Linked DNA regions of Solanum lycopersicum: region 2 is linked to region 1. Evidence: chromatin contacts called from public HiChIP or PLAC-seq data. All regions are on one chromosome and are shown on one strand. Each heading gives the region's core, a stretch centred on a gene start, on an enhancer-like site or on the middle of the called end of the contact. The rest is flanking DNA. Distances are from core to core; before and after follow the strand shown.

What was found. HiChIP or PLAC-seq counts read pairs in DNA pulled down with a chosen protein or histone mark.
Region 2: an RNA polymerase II HiChIP or PLAC-seq map of leaf shows a contact between it and region 1, with 6 times the contacts expected there. The contact joins the promoter of LOC101268835 here to the enhancer-like site in region 1. A contact is called at or near these places in 1 of 1 promoter capture datasets (leaf), 5 of 8 Hi-C or Micro-C datasets (leaf and leaf mesophyll) and 1 of 1 datasets of contacts at active chromatin or transcription factors (leaf).

Annotation. Positions count from the first base shown.
Region 1 is chr2:52,040,144-52,043,617 of SLM_r2.1, reverse strand. No RefSeq gene overlaps it. Among protein-coding and RNA genes, the nearest start is that of LOC112940985, 4.1 kb to the left of the region's middle. Within about 2 kb of position 1,792, at least 2 of the 2 cell types and tissues checked have open chromatin away from gene starts, as enhancers often do. A contact at or near this core is called in leaf, where this site is marked.
Region 2 is chr2:52,098,786-52,102,259 of SLM_r2.1, reverse strand. It overlaps LOC101268835 (protein DWD HYPERSENSITIVE TO UV-B 1-like), which reads right to left and starts at 1,586. Exons shown (of 11, transcript XM_010318865.4): 1 at 1,281-1,586; 2 at 918-984; 3 at 291-544; 4 at 1-14. The coding sequence starts at 1,312.

The sequences.
Region 1 (3,474 bases), core at 543-3,042:
GCATTGCTATAACATACAAATATGAATTTTTTATTTGCTTTATGTGAAAGTTGCCCTTGATTAATTTATATTATTTAGTTTTTAACCGAATCACTAATCAGTGCAATTTGGTTAACTTGTTGAATTTATTGGGGAACTAAATTGCAATATATTGGGCCATTTCCTAATTGCAAATCTAACCTATTTTATTGCACCATTTTTGCCCTAAACCCATTTGGGACAAACCAAATTTTGGGTCTTTTATTATGTTCCAGCAAACTAGAGCCATCAATAGGTTTGTTGGGTCAGCTTGGCTTAACCCGAGGTTTAATAAGGTTAGATTATGATTTATGTAGCCCATTTAAGAAAAGGATTTTTTAGTCCGGCTTGAATAAGCCTGCTAATTTATGGGCTTGAGAAATATCGGTAGAGCCGACCCGTGGATCAATATAAATTAATTAAAAAATATAATATAATATTAAAATTTAAAGTTAAAAAGATTCCAAACTCAAAACAATTAGGTTAATATTTCTATTTAGATATTTATACTTTTAATTGAAAAAAAAAAACTTAATAAATATTATAAAGATAATTTATTTGTGCATATGATTAACAATTAGTAATAGTAACATCATGTAATATTGTTTTGTCGATATTTATGATAATATTTTTAAATTATAATATTTAATTTAATTTAATAATTATAAAAAATATTATTATTTCAAAAGTGGGATGACCCGGCAACCCTGCAAGCCTACGTACGATTAGCCCGGATGAGGTGGGGTAGCCCATATTCACAAGCTAACCCACTTCAGCCCAACTGTTTCTCAACCAGCCCAGGCCCACTAAAATACAATACCAAAGAAAACCCATCAGAATACATTTGTTGATCATAGTTGTCTTTTTTGTTAGATTCTTGTTTAAATGTTGGTGTCTAAGTCAATATTTCAAAACTTGTTTAGTTTTACTTGATGAATGTTTCTTTTAAAAACGGGATCATGAATGTATAATACTCCACTAGATCATTGCTTTTAAATTATTATTTTTCAATGCTAGTACTATATATAATATATCAAATAAAACAATTGATTATATTTTTCATAAATCTTAAGTTAGATATTTAGCCCAAACTTTGATGAGAGGAAGGTTAATAATCAAACCTAAACTTGAGTGAGTTAAATAAGTTATGATTGCATGAATTATAATTTTGACCAATTTGAACCTAAGTTGCTAATAATCAAATTTGACTTAAATATGCAAACGAAAAAAAGTATTTTTTTTTAAGTAAAAAACTATTTCTACAAAATTAATATCGTAGAAAGACCTTATTAGAATTGGTAAGGTAAAATCTAGTCCTCCTTACTTGTATTTATTCTTGTTGAGGATTTTATCTTATTAATAAAAAAAGGGATAATGCACAAGTACTCCCTTAACCTATGCCCAAAATCTCAAAGACACGCTTATATTTATACTAAGAACTTATTACCTTCCTGAACTTATTTTAGTAATAATTTTATGCCACTTTTCAACCTACGTGGCACTATCTTGTGCGCCCAACGATGATTGACTTTTTTCTACAAGATAGTGCCACGTAGGCCGAAAAGGGATATAAAATTACTTATAAAATAAGTTCAAGGGGTAATAGAACTTTAGTATAGTATAAGTGTGTCTCTAAAATTTCGGACGTAGGTTGAGGAGATACTTGTGCATTATCCTTAAAAAATGATTAATACCATAAAGCTTCACTCAAGAAAGTAACAGAAAATAATTAGTTATAAAGCACGTGAAATATGATGGTGGTCCACGGAAGACATGAACTTGACTTAGGAAGAAAATAAAATAAAAGAGTTATAGTAGGTGGTGATGATAAGAATTGGAAAGCTCCGTACGACCCTACCTCCATTTCTTGATATTGCTTAATAATAATATTATAGACGATGGCCAAGTTAAGGATTTGTTTGCACATAAAAAAAATAATATTTATTTATTTTTGTTAATGTATTTGAGCAATAATGTCTACTTATAAAGCATTCAAGTTAATTTTTCTTTGTGTTCAAGTTTATTAGAGTAGTTTATTAAGTAGAGGAGATAATATCTTATATGATCGCTCAACTTCGAAAAGTTTACTTAAAAAGTCATTTAACATTGTTTTTTAACACAAAAGTCACTCAACTATTGGTGTTTCACTTAGAAAGTTACTTTACTATTTATATTTCACTTACAAAGTCACTTAATCAATTTTAACAATTTTTTCATTAAATTTTGTAAAAATACTAATAAAATATTTAAAATAAATAAATAAGATGCTTATTTTAATTATTGTTTTTTACTATCTTTTCGGATAATGCACAAGTACCCCTCAATCTATACCCGAAATCTCAGAGACACACTGTACTATACAAAGATCCTATTTATTAGGTTGTACTATTTATTCTCCATTTATTCTCTGTAACAAAAAATACTCTGAATAATTAATATATACCCCACCGCCGTGGAAGTTTACTTACGTGATGTTACCACGAAATATTGATTTCTCTCTTTCTCTCTCTAGATCTCTCATCTCTTTCTCTTGAAAGTTCTTGTGTTCTTCATTCATCAAGTGTGTGTGGATTCGATCCTAACACTATTACCCCCTGAACTTATTTTAGTAATAATTTTCTATCCTTTTTGGCCTACGTGACACTATCTTGTGGGCTCAACATTATTTGACTTTTTTTTCAAACACGTAGGACGAAAAGAGATAGAAAATTACTTATAAAATAAGTTCAAAGGGTAATTCTCTGAAATTGCGAACATAGATTGAGAGGGAAATATGCATTTTCCCATAAAAAACAGTAAAAGATCGTTACTGCTACTTTTTTTTAATAACTTCTTATCAATTCCAAATTTTCTTTTTTAGGTAATCTTTTAACAATTTAGTTTTAGTGTTTGCAATTGTTACTCTACATTTTTACGTATTTAATTGGAGCGCATCAATAAATAATTAAAATAGATATCTTGTTGTTTCTTTAGAAATAGTTTAAGATAAAATTTAATGAAAAAATTATTTAAATTGGTTGAGTAACTTTATAAGTAAAATATAAATAATTGAGTGACTTTCTAAGTGAAACATCAATAGTTGAATGTCTTTTGAATTACAAAACAAAATTGCGTGATTTTCTAAGTAAACAACTTAAAGCTAAGTGACTTTCTAAGTAAAAATTCAAAGTTGAATAACCTCAAAGTACATATTTTTTAATTTCATAATTATATTCTTGTTTATGTAGTTTGATTCTTGGGAAAAGGGTCTGTTATACCCCTTTGTCATTTAAATCTGATATATCTCTTGTTATGAAAGTGATTGATATATACCTCTACTTATAAACAAATTGCTCACATATACCCTTTTCCTCTAACGGAAATGAAAAAATAATTAGTTTTAATCTATTTTTTTATTATTTTTTTCTAAAAAATATAACCCCTTATGAGTAAATTTAATCCTCGTCAAACATATTT
Region 2 (3,474 bases), core at 337-2,836, 59 kb before region 1:
CTTGAAAAAGATCCCTGCAGAGGCCAGAATTCAAAAAAGAAGTTAGCAATAGCATTGTGAACTTACAGATATCTCTTTTTCACAATTCGTCATTTCTTAGTATTGTCAAACCGCAGATACAATCTATCATCTTATGCGCATCATCTTATATATCACCTCTTTCTAATTGTCATATATTTAAGAGAAAAATAGTTTCTTTTTCTAAGTCTTTTAGTTGCTGGAGAAGGATCAAATGAGAAAGGCAAGATGATATCCAAACTTCACTATTAAACAATAGTATTCAGGCATACCACAAGATGTCCTTTCTTAATAGTGTATCCTGAAGATCAACACTTCGGAGTATTGAATTGACTGCACGCATTAAAGACACGACAGATTCTTGATTCACAACCGATTTTGACGTGGAAAGTATGTCTACCGCATCAACATTGTAAAGGTGGACATTAAGCAATATATCGACAAGAGGCAACATATCATCATCCTCAAGCTCATCAAGTGGAACTACTAGAGTGCTCCTCTTTTGAACTTTCTCCTGCATACTGGCCTGAAAAAGGCGACTAAACTCTTAATGATCGTGATCAAATTTGATTCGTCAAAGATACACTATTAACAGAACAAGATAATCAGTTCACAATAATACGAAATAGAGATTATCGAACATTGCAATACTGCAGTAAAATTTATGATTAGATGTAAGTCTAACATTATTATTGCAAACCATCAGTTCACTAATATTTCACCTGGTCATAAACAAAATATTGAACCCTCTAATTATCTAAATCTTACATCAACCAGAAAAAAACTTAACAACAGATTCAGAGAGAAAGAGATAAAATAATGAAAATAGCTCAATTAAGATACAATAGTTTATTTTCATATATTAGAGGAGAGTAACTAAAAATTAAAAAGATGTCCACCTTATAAAACTGAGATAACACAGCAGTATTGGGCAGGACCTCATGTAGCTTGCAAGAATTCAGATACCTAGTAACAAATATGAAGAGGGACTTTGATGAGTAAAGTAACAGGTACCAAAGATGAAGAGGGGAATAAATCTCAATTACTTTGTGGAGTGGAGTTGAGATTTATTCCCCTCATAACAAAGTAAACCCATGTTTCTAGTTGAAGAAAATTGTGCTAATGAGTGAGCAACCAAGATTCCTAAGTGAAAACTTTCTGCCACTAAGAAGAATTGGAGGAACTATTAATCTATTTGAGTCAATTTCTACATATACCTCAAGTGCTAAACAAGAAAAGAAGAATCTTGGACCAAAATATACCTGGATACAATGGAGGAGATTTGAAGAGACATGGTCAGCAATTTTTCATATGTGCAAAATTAAACTCTGAGCTGAAAAAAAAAGAGTTGAAATTGATGCTAATAATGCTCAAGATTTGACATAAATGGGTTGCTTGGTGAGTGACATTATTGGAGAGCTGAAATGGGGGTGGGGATGGATATAAGCAGAGTAACTATTCATCCCCTTTATCAAATCAGACAGACAACATACCAAAAGGATAGGCACTGCCAGCTCCTATCATTATCATATTATTGGTCCTTACTCTTATATTCACTATTTGAAAACAAATTCTTTATAGTTGATTAATTGAACTTAAATATAATCTTGATTTGATAGATAATATAATACAATTTTTTAATTAAGAGTTGATGGTTGTATAAGAGTTTGCGAATAATATATCAAGAGATATCAATATTTAAATAAATAATGTTTTTAAGCTATAAATAATTTTAAAGCGAAATTAATAAATTTGATAGTTTAAAATATTTTAAATCTCTTATCTTTATAGGAGCTTATGACAATATATAACAAAGCTTATCATAATATAATATCAAATCAAAGTTGAACATAAGGTCACCTATCATTGTCAAAGTTAAAGATCCTTATCTTATAGTAGACTCAATGTAACGCATATGACTGGTCCAAAATCTTGAGAAATTCAAATAAAAAACATAATCCCCTCTCTATATATATATCATATCATATCAAAAGTTAAATTACAATTTTATCTTCCTATAAATTAAAATATTTTAATAAATTTAATAAAAATAGTAATAATTTTTGAATTTTCTTAGATTAATTCATATATATATATATATATATATATATAACATCTAATTAGTTAAATATTAAGTAAATCATATCATATTGTTATTATTATATCTAATGAATTAAACATTAAATAATAATAATAATAAGTGGTAAGTGTATTTTTACTCTTTATAAACTAAAAAATTAATTAATACAAGTTTGACACACCATTAACATTTATACCCAAAAACTTTACTCATTATTATCATTTCATTAAAATCTATTTAACGGCTCTTTGCTTCAACTTCATTCTATTTATTTGTTTTTAGAAAAAAAATTACTAATCGTGCAATTCTAATTTTACTCGAAATTTAGTTTAGAATATCTATATATAACTATATAGTTGGGAAATGAAAATGGTGATTTCACACCTCCAAAACTCAGCATCTATATATGTTTTTCTTTCTTTCTTTTTTATAGATTTTTTAAACTTTCATATGTATTCAATAAAATCTTAATTTCGAAATGATTTTTCCTAATCAAAATAATTAAAGTATGATTTATGAGCCTTAATTAAGGAAAGATGAGGAGATTTTGGAACTGAATTACATCTTTCACTATATACAATAATTATATCTTAAATAAGGAGAACAATAGATTCGATTTAATTGGATAGAGTAAACAACTTTAATGACTCAAAGAAAAAAAGATATAGATTGAATAAATAATAAAACCACTTCTATGGTAAATCCCCATGCACCCCTCATTTTTATTCACAAATTCAATGAGATCTCTTTGTATCATTTTGCCAACCGTTACTAGAAGTACATATACCATTATAAGTATAAATTATATCTAATTTGCTATTTATTTTTGTCCTTTCCAATTTTCTATACGACCACTCAACTTTTAATCTAACTATATAGTGTGGTCTCTGAGTTCATTTCAATTACATTGTGGTAGTTTTTAAATCTTTTTCTATCTTCAAAGAATTTTGTATCACATGTTGAAATTAAATTAAATCAATTATCAACAATGATGATGATATTATAGTTTTCTTTCTATTTGATTCCACAAGTTGATGGAAATATTTGGTAAGTTTTTATCTAATAGATTCATTGTTATTTTATTGTTTATTGACGTTTATTTGCATATTGCCCTTTTATATGCATTTATTTATTGTACTATATAAATTTTGGTTTATTTTATTTTTTTTCTACCATTAATACCTCAAAAATGATTGTATTGTATTTCATAATTCAATTATATGTATATAACTTGACAAAAAATTCTTTGTCAAAATTTTCAGATAGCAGAATTAATAACTTAGAATGAGCCAAAGAAGATGAAGGGTGCATATACATGTAAATATTATTTATAAATATCAATAAATATTTAAACAATAACCATTTTTTATAAATAC